Linked DNA regions of Sus scrofa: all the other regions are linked to region 1. A link is a contact called in public Hi-C data. All regions are on one chromosome and are shown on one strand. Each heading gives the region's core, a stretch centred on a gene start, on an enhancer-like site or on the middle of the called end of the contact. The rest is flanking DNA. Distances are from core to core; before and after follow the strand shown.

Evidence for each region. A called contact is a pair of places that touch in the nucleus more often than the background predicts.
Region 2: a contact with region 1 is called in a Hi-C map of skeletal muscle, with 2.7 times the contacts expected there. The contact joins the promoter of PBX2 here to the promoter of MSH5 in region 1. A contact is called at or near these places in 1 of 47 Hi-C or Micro-C datasets (skeletal muscle) and 1 of 2 datasets of contacts at active chromatin or transcription factors (alveolar macrophages).
Region 3: a contact with region 1 is called in a Hi-C map of liver, with 6 times the contacts expected there. The contact joins the promoter of ATF6B here to the promoter of MSH5 in region 1. A contact is called at or near these places in 2 of 47 Hi-C or Micro-C datasets (heart right ventricle and liver).
Region 4: a Hi-C map of liver shows a contact between it and region 1, with 4 times the contacts expected there. The contact joins the promoter of TCF19 here to the promoter of MSH5 in region 1. A contact is called at or near these places in 2 of 47 Hi-C or Micro-C datasets (heart right ventricle and liver).

What each region holds. Positions count from the first base shown.
Region 1 is chr7:23,852,056-23,854,678 of Sscrofa11.1, reverse strand. It overlaps MSH5 (mutS homolog 5), which reads right to left and starts at 1,328. Exons shown (of 24, transcript NM_001195358.1): 1 at 1,138-1,328; 2 at 629-752; 3 at 171-251. The coding sequence starts at 1,287.
Region 2 is chr7:24,225,606-24,228,228 of Sscrofa11.1, reverse strand. It overlaps PBX2 (PBX homeobox 2), which reads left to right and starts at 1,289. Exons shown (of 10, transcript NM_001123157.1): 1 at 1,289-1,776. The coding sequence starts at 1,556. GPSM3 (G protein signaling modulator 3) reads left to right here. Exons shown (of 4, transcript NM_001123119.1): 4 at 1-656.
Region 3 is chr7:24,170,424-24,173,046 of Sscrofa11.1, reverse strand. It overlaps ATF6B (activating transcription factor 6 beta), which reads left to right and starts at 1,316. Exons shown (of 18, transcript NM_001123103.1): 1 at 1,316-1,443; 2 at 1,822-1,901; 3 at 2,048-2,126; 4 at 2,368-2,459. The coding sequence starts at 1,362. It overlaps FKBPL (FK506 binding protein like), which reads left to right. Exons shown (of 1, transcript NM_001128485.1): 1 at 1-786. The coding sequence ends at 786.
Region 4 is chr7:23,557,995-23,560,617 of Sscrofa11.1, reverse strand. TCF19 (transcription factor 19) reads right to left here and starts at 1,341. Exons shown (of 3, transcript NM_001167591.1): 1 at 1,104-1,341; 2 at 1-74. The coding sequence starts at 1,341. It overlaps CCHCR1 (coiled-coil alpha-helical rod protein 1), which reads left to right and starts at 2,468. Exons shown (of 18, transcript XM_021098445.1): 1 at 2,468-2,609.

The DNA of each region.
Region 1 (2,623 bases), core at 79-2,578:
AAAGAAAGGACCATCAGTCTGTACATCTAAGTCCTTGTGCCTCTGTTCCACCTTCCCTCTCACTCAATTCTGGTCACCTGGCTGTAACTCCTCCAAGACCCTTTAGTCTCCTGGAACATTCCATACTTCAGTCCTTCCCATTTTCCCCCTTTCGCTTACTTAGTCCTTACCAAGCTTTCCCAGAAATCGGGTCATATTCTCATCCTGTTTGGCGCTGGTAACAACAGACAGGGGATTGATTTCATCCAGAACTTGAAAGGAGAATGGAGAACAAACGAGTTCAAAGATTTTTATCTTTTGCCCAAAAGGAAATCTGTAGTCTTCCCCTTGCTATCTCCCTTCACCCCATACAATTTATTTCCTCCCTCTAAGAGTAGGGAGTGCCCCCACATTGGGAGCATAGATAGGAGGAGTCAGGCATGAGATTAAATCTCCAGCACCTGGTACACTTGCGGATAATAAGCTGAATTCCTAAAAACAACAAAGGGAGTCTCTTGGCGTCAATTACTAAAAACAACAAAGGGAGCCTCTAGGAGTCAATTAATAAAATAGATTGAGTCAGCTAAGGACATATGTGTGAAATACACTTCCAGCCCCATAGAAGAGGAATGCATAGCTCTGTCCTCACCTCTCTGCAGCAGCTTGAGGCTCTCATGGTCTGGGGCATCTGGCATGAAGTGGATGGTGGAGTCACCAGTGTCATAGTAGGCAATGCCCAGGTGTCCTGAATTCCACAGCACACACAGATGAATCTGTCCAGCAAGGAAGGAAACTAAAATTTGAACCAGGGTTGGGCCATGCCTCATTTAATTTTAATCATCTTATCAACTCTGAGATAGGGGTTTTTTCGTAGCTCAGTGGGTTAAGGATCGGGCAGCTTTGTCACAGCAGTGGCTTGGGTGGCTGCAGTAGTTCGGGTTGGCTCCTTGGTCCGGGAACTCCCCAAAATAAACAAAAAAAAAGAACCCCTCTGAGATAGGCATCAACATCACCATTCAGTAAATGTGAAACCGACACTCAGTGGAGGCAAGTAACTAGCACAGCTCTTCCCAGCCGCTTTACCTTCTAACAATCAGACGTTCCAATTAACTCCCCCTCTCCAATTTCCAGCTCCTGCTCTCCCGCCCCCCACATCACCCCAGCCCCGACCTCCGCGGGTTCCTCCTCTTCCTCCTCCTCCCCCTCCCCGAAGCCGGGCACTGGGGCCAGGCTGGGGAGGCTGGTCGGGGCCTCCCCGGGTCCCGGCTCCTGCGGCGTCCTGCCTGAGGTCGCTCCTACGGAAGCCATGGCCGTGGAGGCTCTGTGGATGCAGAAAATGAAGGCGGTTCAGGAGCGAGATCTCTCCCGCGAGAAGGAGAGGGTGGGGGGTGTGTGCAGAAATACGAATCTACTGAGGATTAATGGGAGAAGGCCGAGGGGGCAGGGCTGCGAGGGCCTGCGAGAGATGTGGTCACAAGTGCAAGGCATTTGGAGGAGCGATTTCTCGGGTATTTCACTAAAGTACAGGCTGTGGGAAACTCCACCCCCCCCCATTTCTGTCACGCAGAGGCTGTACTTGGCAAACAGCCTGAGAGCCCCAAGGGGCGAACTGTGCACACCTCCTCTCTTCTCCCCAGCCAACCAGGCCCCAGAAATCACAGCCTCAAGCTCTAGACTACCCCACTCAGACGCGGACAACTGGCGGTATTTTCCCGCGTTTTCAGTCACCTGGGTTGCGACGTGTGCAAGACCGCGTCACTAACAGCCGCGAGCAGGAGGTAGGGGTGTGCCGTCGGCGCGACGGCGGGGTGCGCGCGCACATGCCCCGCCTTCCTAGACACTATTGGTTGAAGAGACCCGGATCCTGCATAGACATCCAACAGAATGAAAAGGAGCAGAGGCCCGCAGAAAAGACTGGACGATGATTGGCTTATTCGCATATAGGGCAGGACCAGAACGTTCAAACTTCCCGCCCTCTGCAGTTGCCTAGCACCCAGGCCTCTGGCAGTCAGATTGCTGGGCTGTGATTGACGCGGGGTGGAGCCTGTGAGAAGATCCAAAGCAGAGCTTGAATTTAGCCCCCCCCCCCCCGCCCCCGGAACCTTATAGGAGAATCTGGAGAAGAGGCCGACCTTAAAGGAACAGAGACGCGGCTTTTTGATTTTTTTTTTTTTTCTCTGAAGAGTGGAGATAAGCAATAGTAATTCAACCTGTGCCAACAATTCCAAGTTAATAGGTATAAAGAGCTTAGAACAGTGTCTGGCAAACATATTAAGAGCCATTTGAGAATTTTAAATAAATACGTAAACATAAGAAACGAGGCTCCTATCTCAGCCCACATTTGCCTGGGTGCTGAGTATGATTCCTCCCACAGGGGTCACAGGGCCTAATTAATAATTTCGGCGCCCCAGGAGAAGATAGAACCATTCGAATTACACCAACTTCTGGCAGAGAGCGCTAGACCTGATAAGAATACCTACACCTCTACTGGGACATGCCCCTACCCCTACACACACACTCACACACACCCCTAAGGACAGAAGGGTGTCATTCATTCTGGGCCAGGTCCGTGGACTGGAAGCAGGGATTATAATTAAGTCCTTATTCCATAAGCCTGATTTTTGAGTCTGTGTGTGTGAGGGGA
Region 2 (2,623 bases), core at 40-2,539, 370 kb before region 1:
GACTTGAGCTCCCACCAGCCCTTCTGCACTCCCGGGGTTCAAAGCTGGGCGGCCCACTGCAGGCCTTGAGCCCTGCCCCGCAGGGGCACCAGAGACTGGAAGAACCAGCAGAATTCTCAATATTCACTGCCCTCATCCACCTTTCCTGGGAACTAGAGGGGGTGAAAGTCCTCAAACCCTGGGAATTGTCAAGGTAGGATGGATATTTAACTCCCCCTGTGACCAAGTAGGTGGGAGCTTGAGGCCGGGAGAGGATCCTAGGTACAGAGGGACACCTCACCCTTTCCTCTGATCTCAGGGAGGGCCTGGAGTCTTGGTCCTGAGCTGTGGGGACACCCTCCCCCCATAGTCTGGCCACCAGGTGGGAGCTGAGGGCTCAGGCCTCCACCTCCCAAGGAGGCAAATCTCCGGAGGTTCTGACCTGAGAGACAGTTCCACCCTTCTTCCCAACAAGAAGGGAGGAGAGGGCACAGCAGAGACATTGACTCTTCTCCCACCCCCCCACCCCCCCACCCTGGCACATCGCCCCCCCAGCCCCAGAACTGAGGGGCCTACAGCCTGTGGATGGACATTGAGCCCTGCCCACCCTCCCTCCCCACTGCTGTTCTGAACTGTCTGATGTTTGGTTATGTGAATAAATATAATTCCCCTCTGGACTGAAGACTGGTGTCTGGGTGGCAGGGTGGAGGGTAGGAAGGTGAGGCCAGAGGCCGCCACTCTCTCCAGTCTGGCCAGAGGCCAGCTCCCCTCCCTGGCTGGTTAATTACTGGCTCATTAAGCAGCGGCTAGAGACCTTCCTAATTATCCCCCCCAGCCCCCCTCTCCTGGTTTTAATTAAGTAGAACAGGGAGGGGAGTCATTAGGAGAAGAAATATGAACTAAGCTGTCTGTGAACCCAGGCATTCCCGCGGCCGGAGTCCACATCAGCTAGAACCCGGATTCAGAACCCCGGCGGCAGGTGCCCCCAGCCCCCAACACGGCGCCCTCCCAAGCCACAGAGGTCCATCCCTGGGGCCTTCCCTTCTTTTCCCCAAGGGCCAGTCTCCTCCCCTCGTCCCCTCCTCCACTTGGTCTCAGTTCCTCTGTTTCTGTGTCTCTCTCCGCCCCCAGCTCCTCCCTGTTCCTCCTCTCTTCTCCCCTCCTCTTCCTCCCCAGCTCCCCTCCCCCAGCCTCCTCCTCCCTCCTCCCCCCTCCTCCCTCCTCCCTCCTCCCTCCCTCTCTCTCCCTCTCCTCTCTCCTCTCTCTCTCCCCTCCCTCTCTCTCTCTCTCTCTCTCTCTCTCTCTCTCTCTCTCACTCACACACCCCCGCTTGGGCCTCCTCTCTCTCTCCGGCTCCATTTTCTCCGCCGCCGGGGGCCGGGGTCTCCTGTGGGGGGCCCAGACGGTACCCCAGGTCTCCCTCCAGGGCCGGGGCGGACCCCCGGGAGAGCCGGGAGAGGGGGAGACGGGCGGGGGTTGGGGTGGAGGGAGCAGCGGCCCCGGCGAGTTTGGGGGGGAAGGAACCAGGCGGGGGGAGGGGCGGAGCAGGGAGGGGGCCTCAGGGCCCCCCCCAACTATGGACGAGCGGCTGCTGGGGCCGCCCCCTCCAGGCGGGGGCCGGGGGGGCCTGGGATTGGTGGGTGGGGAGCCTGGGGGCCCTGGCGAACCTCCCGGTGGCGGAGACCCCGGTGGGGGTAGCGGGGGGGTCCCGGGAGGCCGAGGGAAGCAAGACATCGGGGACATTCTGCAGCAGATAATGACCATCACCGACCAGAGCCTGGACGAGGCCCAGGCCAAGTGAGTGCCCCCAACCCGGGACCCCACACAGACCCAGCAGAATGCCCGTTCACAAGCTCTGAGCCTGCTGGGAGCCCCCCAACTCCAGGACCCTCCCCAGGATCCTTCAGCTCTCCCTTCCTTTCCTTTCTCGCGGGAGCCCAGAGATAACTGATCCCTCTCAAGCCTCCTTTCAGCCCCAGTCCCCGAAACCTTCAAAAGGGGGAACCCTAGGTGGCTCACCCCCCCAACTCTCACTGACCCCCCCCCACTCTCCCCTGGAACACCCTGCCATCTCCAGAGCTCCCTTCTGGCTCCCAGACTAAGATCTTCTCCCCTAAACTCTCCAGCCCACCGTCGGCCTGCGGGCCTCCACACCCCTGCCCAGAGCTCCTACCATTCCTCTCCAGCCCTGGCCCAGCCTCCAAGGGGCCGAGCTCACCCTCTGCCCCAGCTCAGCTGACACTGGAAGCATCAGAGCCTCCCGCCCTGCTCAGTCCCAGGACCCTTCTTCACACACCTCTATACCGAACTCCCCACTCTAGCTTAGCACCTCTGACCCCTCAAACTCCAACTCTTCTCCTCCCCAGCCTCCTCTCTTCCTCTGAAATGTACCTAGTCACCCTCATTTCTGCAGTCACCCCAGGTCGTCCTCTCAACCCTTCTGGATCCTCTCCCACGGTCCTCCGCCCGGCCATGGTGCCTTTCGCCGGCTGCACCTTCCCTCCACCCATCCAAAGCCAAGCCGCTTCCCCGAGTGTCCACACACTGGGAGCCGATCTCTTCCTATGAACCCCCCAACTCCGTTCTGCCCCGAACCCCACTTTCTCCCACCACAGATTTACCCATCTCCTCCCTTGTTCCCAGG
Region 3 (2,623 bases), core at 67-2,566, 320 kb before region 1:
GAGCCCCTTCAAGCTTCTGAACTCTGGTACTGCCCCGATGGGAGCTTTGTCAAAAAGATCCTAATCCATGGCCACGGCTTGGACAAACCCAAGCTGGGCTCCCGCTGCCGGGTACAGGTTTTGGGATTTCCTTTGGGGTCAGGGCTGCCAGAGGGCTGGACAGAGCTAACTATGGGGTTAGGCCCATGGAGGGAGGAAACTTGGGGAGAGCTTGTAGAGAAGTGCTTGGAGTCCATGTGTCAAGGTGAGGAGGCAGAACTTCAGCTCCCTGGGCGCTCTGGACCTCCTGTCAGGCTCAAACTGGCCTCCTTCACTCAAGGCCGGGACTCCTGGGAGCTAGAGCCCACCGAAAAGGAGGCCCTGGCCAGGGAAGAACGTGCACGGGGCACAGAATTATTTAGAGCTGGGAACCCTGAAGGGGCTGCCCGATGCTATGGACGGGCTCTTCGGCTGCTGCTGACTTTACCTCCACCTGGCTCTCCAGAACGAACTGTCCTTCATGCCAATCTGGCTGCCTGTCAGTTGCTGCTAGGGCAGCCCCATTTGGCAGCCCAGAGCTGTGACCGGGTGCTGGAGCGGGAGCCTGGCCATTTAAAGGCCTTGTACCGAAGGGGGGTTGCCCAGGCTGCTCTTGGGAACCTGGACAAAGCAACTGCTGACCTCAAGAAAGTGCTGGCAGTAGACCCCAAAAATCGGGCAGCCCAGGAGGAGCTGGGAAAGGTGATCATTCAAGGGAAGAAACAAGATGCAGGACTGGCTCAGGGACTGCGCAAGATGTTTGGCTAATTAAAAGTTAAACCTTAAAAGAGACAGGAACCTGTGAATTGTGGTCTATGTTGTGAGTTTTGGGGGGAGGGGCCAGTGGGAGGATTTCACCCACATACTTTTACCAGCTTTTGCCTTCCTAGGGAAGGTAGCAGTGGTCTTAGTGTATGTACCTCTTTACCGTTTTACCATGAAAAAGCCTTATGGTCACGTGTGGTATATTTTGCGGGGCTTATCTATCTCCAAAGATGAACACAAGCTATCTAAACTTCTAAATTCAGTACTGTTTGGGGGAGACGGCGAACCTTCAAAACCCGGTACCTACGTTTCCTAGGCGCTTTCAGGCTGGGTCCGGCTTGGCGCACGCGCAAACTTCACTGCCTGGTATTGCGGAGGTGCTAGCCTCCGGGGCGCTCCTATTGGCCGGTCCTATACAGCCACCGCCTATATTGTCTCACGTGCTCAATACCCAGGTCTCTTACTGGTTGGGAGAGCTTCCGGGGCGTTCCCCCACTTTTGAGGAGCCAGCCGATTAGTTGATGATGGGAGAGGCGGGCCTTGGGAACTGTCTCGTGGTTGGGGGGTGGGGGGGAAAGATGGCGGAGCTGATGCTCCTCAGCGAGATTGCGGACCCGACGCGTTTTTTCACCGACAACTTGCTGAGCCCGGAGGACTGGGGTGTGCGGAGTGAGGCCTCGGGGAGGGGAGGGGGCTGTGGCATATTGTGCCCCTGAGGCACGCAGGAGGAAGCGGAGGCCCAAAGAGGAAGGCTGGACAGATACGGAATCCATCATTCTGAGGAAGGCGGAACAGGGGGGCTGGTGGTGCTTTCGGGGAGATGCGGGAGTTGGGGCAGACCTCCCCTCCCTGCGGAAATATGGAGTTGTTCCGGGGTCGGGGAAGGAGGGGCTGGAGTTCTCTGGCTGGATCACTTTTCAAGTGGGCGGGCGGTGGATCTGGCCGCGCAGAGGCAGTGAGCGACGGGGCGAGGGCTGTTGTGGGGTTCCGAAGGCTGCGCTAGCGGACGACTCCGCTGACCCTCCGCCCCTCTTGCAGACAGCACCTTGTACGCCGGCCTGGATGAAGTGGCCGAGGAGCCGACGCAGCTTTTCCGTTGCCCGGAGGAAGATGTCCCGGTATCGCTCCCCGGGCCTTGGCCTTGACTCTTACCCTTGGTGGGTGGAAGTGGTCTCAGAACTGGGGCTTATCCCCAGGCCAGAGCTCATCCGGAGCCATCCCTTCAGCCTCACACTCCTGCCATCTAATACCCTCTCCTGTTCAGTTTGGCAGCAGCTCCCTGGACTTGGGGATGGATGTCAGCCCTCCCGAACCCCCCTGGGACCCTCTGCCTATCTTCCCAGGTAAGATACCCTTTGTGATTCCCTCATCCTTTCAGAAACCGTTATCTTCCCATTGTTTCCCAGCAACTATGCAGTTCCTCGTTTTCTCACACGAGTGCCCGTGTACTCCCCCCTTTTGATCTCTTATGTGTGCTCCTTCCTCCTCACCCCAGTGAGGGGCTCTTACCCCATGTCCTTGGGTACTTTTCAAACTTTTGTCAGGCTCTGCTTCCCGGTTATTTTCTTACTCTTTTCCCCCCAGATCTTCAGGTGAAGTCTGAGCCATCCTCCCCCTGCTCTTCCTCCTCCCTCAGCTCTGAAGCATCACATCTTTCCACAGAGCCCTCCAGCCAGGTGAGAGAGTCTTGTCCCTCCTACTTTCTGTGGCAGGGACTCTCCTCCCATCCCTTCACCTATAGATGCTGGTGGAATGATTTGTGTGTTATGAGTCCCGGTTGGGGGGGGGGGCTTCTTTTGTGCATTTGCAATTTCTTTCATATCCTCATTTTCACATCACC
Region 4 (2,623 bases), core at 92-2,591, 290 kb after region 1:
AAAGGTCAGAAGGTCACCATCACTCAACTCCAGCCTGTGACCCCTTGGGAGTCGGACATTATTGACCAAAGTCCCTGTTGGTGGTGGGACACCAGACAGAACGACAGAAACAAATGGTGGGTCAGAAGTGGAGAGATCTGGTCCTGTTTGATTTTCTGGGGAACACGAGGAAGAACATTGCATCTGTTATCCAGTTCTCATGTTCTAAGTCCCTTCGCAGGTAACACCAGATAGCAAGCTCTTTGTGAACTGGGAACAAATTTTTGTTTCTTATGCCCTCCCACTGGAGGCATGGAGGGAAAAAGCTCCTTCCCTCAATCTACTGAGGTCTGATTCTCAGAGATGCTCACTCACCCAGCTCCGCCTCAACACCTATCCGCATAGTTCAGATTGTCTAGGTTCAAATCCAAGCTCCACTACTTAACCAGCCATGTGGCCCTGGACAACTTTTGTGCCTCATTTTCCTTGTCTGGAAAGTGGGGATATTTGTGCTCACCTACATTTAGTGCATTTAGGACAGTTCTGGCTTGTAACAGTAAGCACTAGGTGCATCTTGGCCACTAGTTATCCAATCCTCACAACATTCCCAACCAAAACAGACCTAAGAAAGGCTTATAGTTTACCTAGGAGGAAACTAATACCTAGAAAGGTGAAGTGACAGGCCTGAGGGACGCTGCCGGGGGTCAGTGGCACCACTCAGATGTGAACCCAGGCCTTCTGAGACTGTAATTGCCTCCGAGTCAAAGGAGTAAGACATAGGTTCAGATCATTAAAACAATTCAACATGTAACTGCCCTAAGCCAAGAACAAGGTGCCAACTTGGGAACAAGTCTGGAAACTTGGTCAAGTCTGAGCTTGGCCCCAGGACAACCCACTGCGATACTTCTCTGATGATGCTCCCGCCCCTGAATGAGCTAAACAAGGTCAGCTCCACAAAGAGCTTCTGACACTGCACATTTCTGGTGGGAGGACAGGTCTGGGTGATAACCATCCAGCCAGCCCAAAGGGGAGATTGGGTGGAAGGCAGGCAATGGTCCCTGTGGAGACTTTGCAGCCCAGAACTGCCATTGCCCAGGCATAAGGCTGCTCTGCTCACTCCTCACCTTGGCTGCTATGGTCCTCCAGGCTGACCCTCCAGTCATCACCCCGGCGCTCAGCGTGCAGCTCCGCGTGGACTTCCGAGATGAAGCCGGGCTCCTGCTGGGGCCGCAGGGCCACATCACACAGGTCGGCCCTGCAGCCCAAGCGGTAGGTGCAGCCAGCCCCACTTGGGGGGTGGAAGGTGTAAAGGTCGACACCCCTGCCGCCCCCTATGCGCAGCAGCTGGAAGCAGGGCAGCATGGGCGGTGCCCCCTCTGCACCACCTCTTCCACTTCAGGAATCCATCACTTCCCAATCCTGGGCCATGCACAGCTGGCCTAAGTTCTCTTTCCCTCTGATGCAGAGTTGAACTGTGCTTTGTGCAATCTCAACCTTGGGCACGCTCCCCGAATAGTGTAAATTCAGAGTGCAAGGGCCTAGGATTCGATGCAAGATTGGCTGTCAACAGTTTTCCAACTGAAAAATTTCGTGAGGGTCCCAGTATAGTGCAAAGACGAAGATGTCCTATGGCACGAAGTTGAATCAGATCCTCAGGCTGCAGAATATTCCGGGAGCCTTCAAGTCTGTGCCAGGCAACAATACGTTAGGCAGCTTCTGGGGAATATGCGAATTGCAAGGGGGGAGGACTGGGGTCCTGCTTCTGTGTGATACTAACTTGTCACCTCAGTGTAATTTGGAGAAGTTTCCTGTCAATTCTGCTAATCCAAACAGAGTAACCCACCTGCTAGCCTGCGCCTCGCTCTTCTGGCCAACCCCTCACTCATAACTAGATAGCTTAAACCCCCGTGGGAAGTCTATCCACTGTCATCCCTCCAAAGGCAGTGCAAATGGGTCTCTATGTTCTCTAACAAAGCGGATCTAAACCCCTGCTTCCCGACTTCTCCAGGTGGGATTAAAGACAGGATAGGGCTTCCCGGGATCATGCGAGGGAAACCCAGCCTTTTCCCTCCCCGCCGCAATCCAGATTCTTATCTACCGCGAGGTGCAGTCTCGAAGCGGTCCCCTCTCCGGGCAGTGCCAGCCTGTGCGGCAGCTCAGGATCTCTCAGGCTCCGGCCAGGGCTGGTGCTCCAGCGGCTGTTTGACAGCGAGGAAGCCGGGGCCAGGAGGGGCGCCGTCTCCGCGCGCGGGCAGTACCGACCCCGCCTTCGGAATTCCCGGGTCTGAACTTCGCGCCGAGAGAGCCCGCCCCCCGTGCCGTTTCTGATTGGCCATCTCTTTTGCCCTCCTTCTCTCCATTGGGCGACGCGCTGGGAGGGTCTCCGATCTCCCGCCTTCCGCTTTTTCTGATTAGTTCACAAGTTTTCCCGGGTTCCCGGAGTTGGGAGGAGCCGCCAGGGCGCGGAGATGCCCTCAGTGCCATAATTGGGCCGGGCTTTAGACTACCGCGCCTGCGTACACCTCTTCCCCTCCTCCTCCCGGAAGGGTGAAGGGCTTTAGAGCGTCCCGCCAACCTGCCCGCTTTGCGCAGGCGCGGTCAGGGGCTGAGGCCGCGCTTCTGAGCTAGGGGTAGGGGGTGTGGT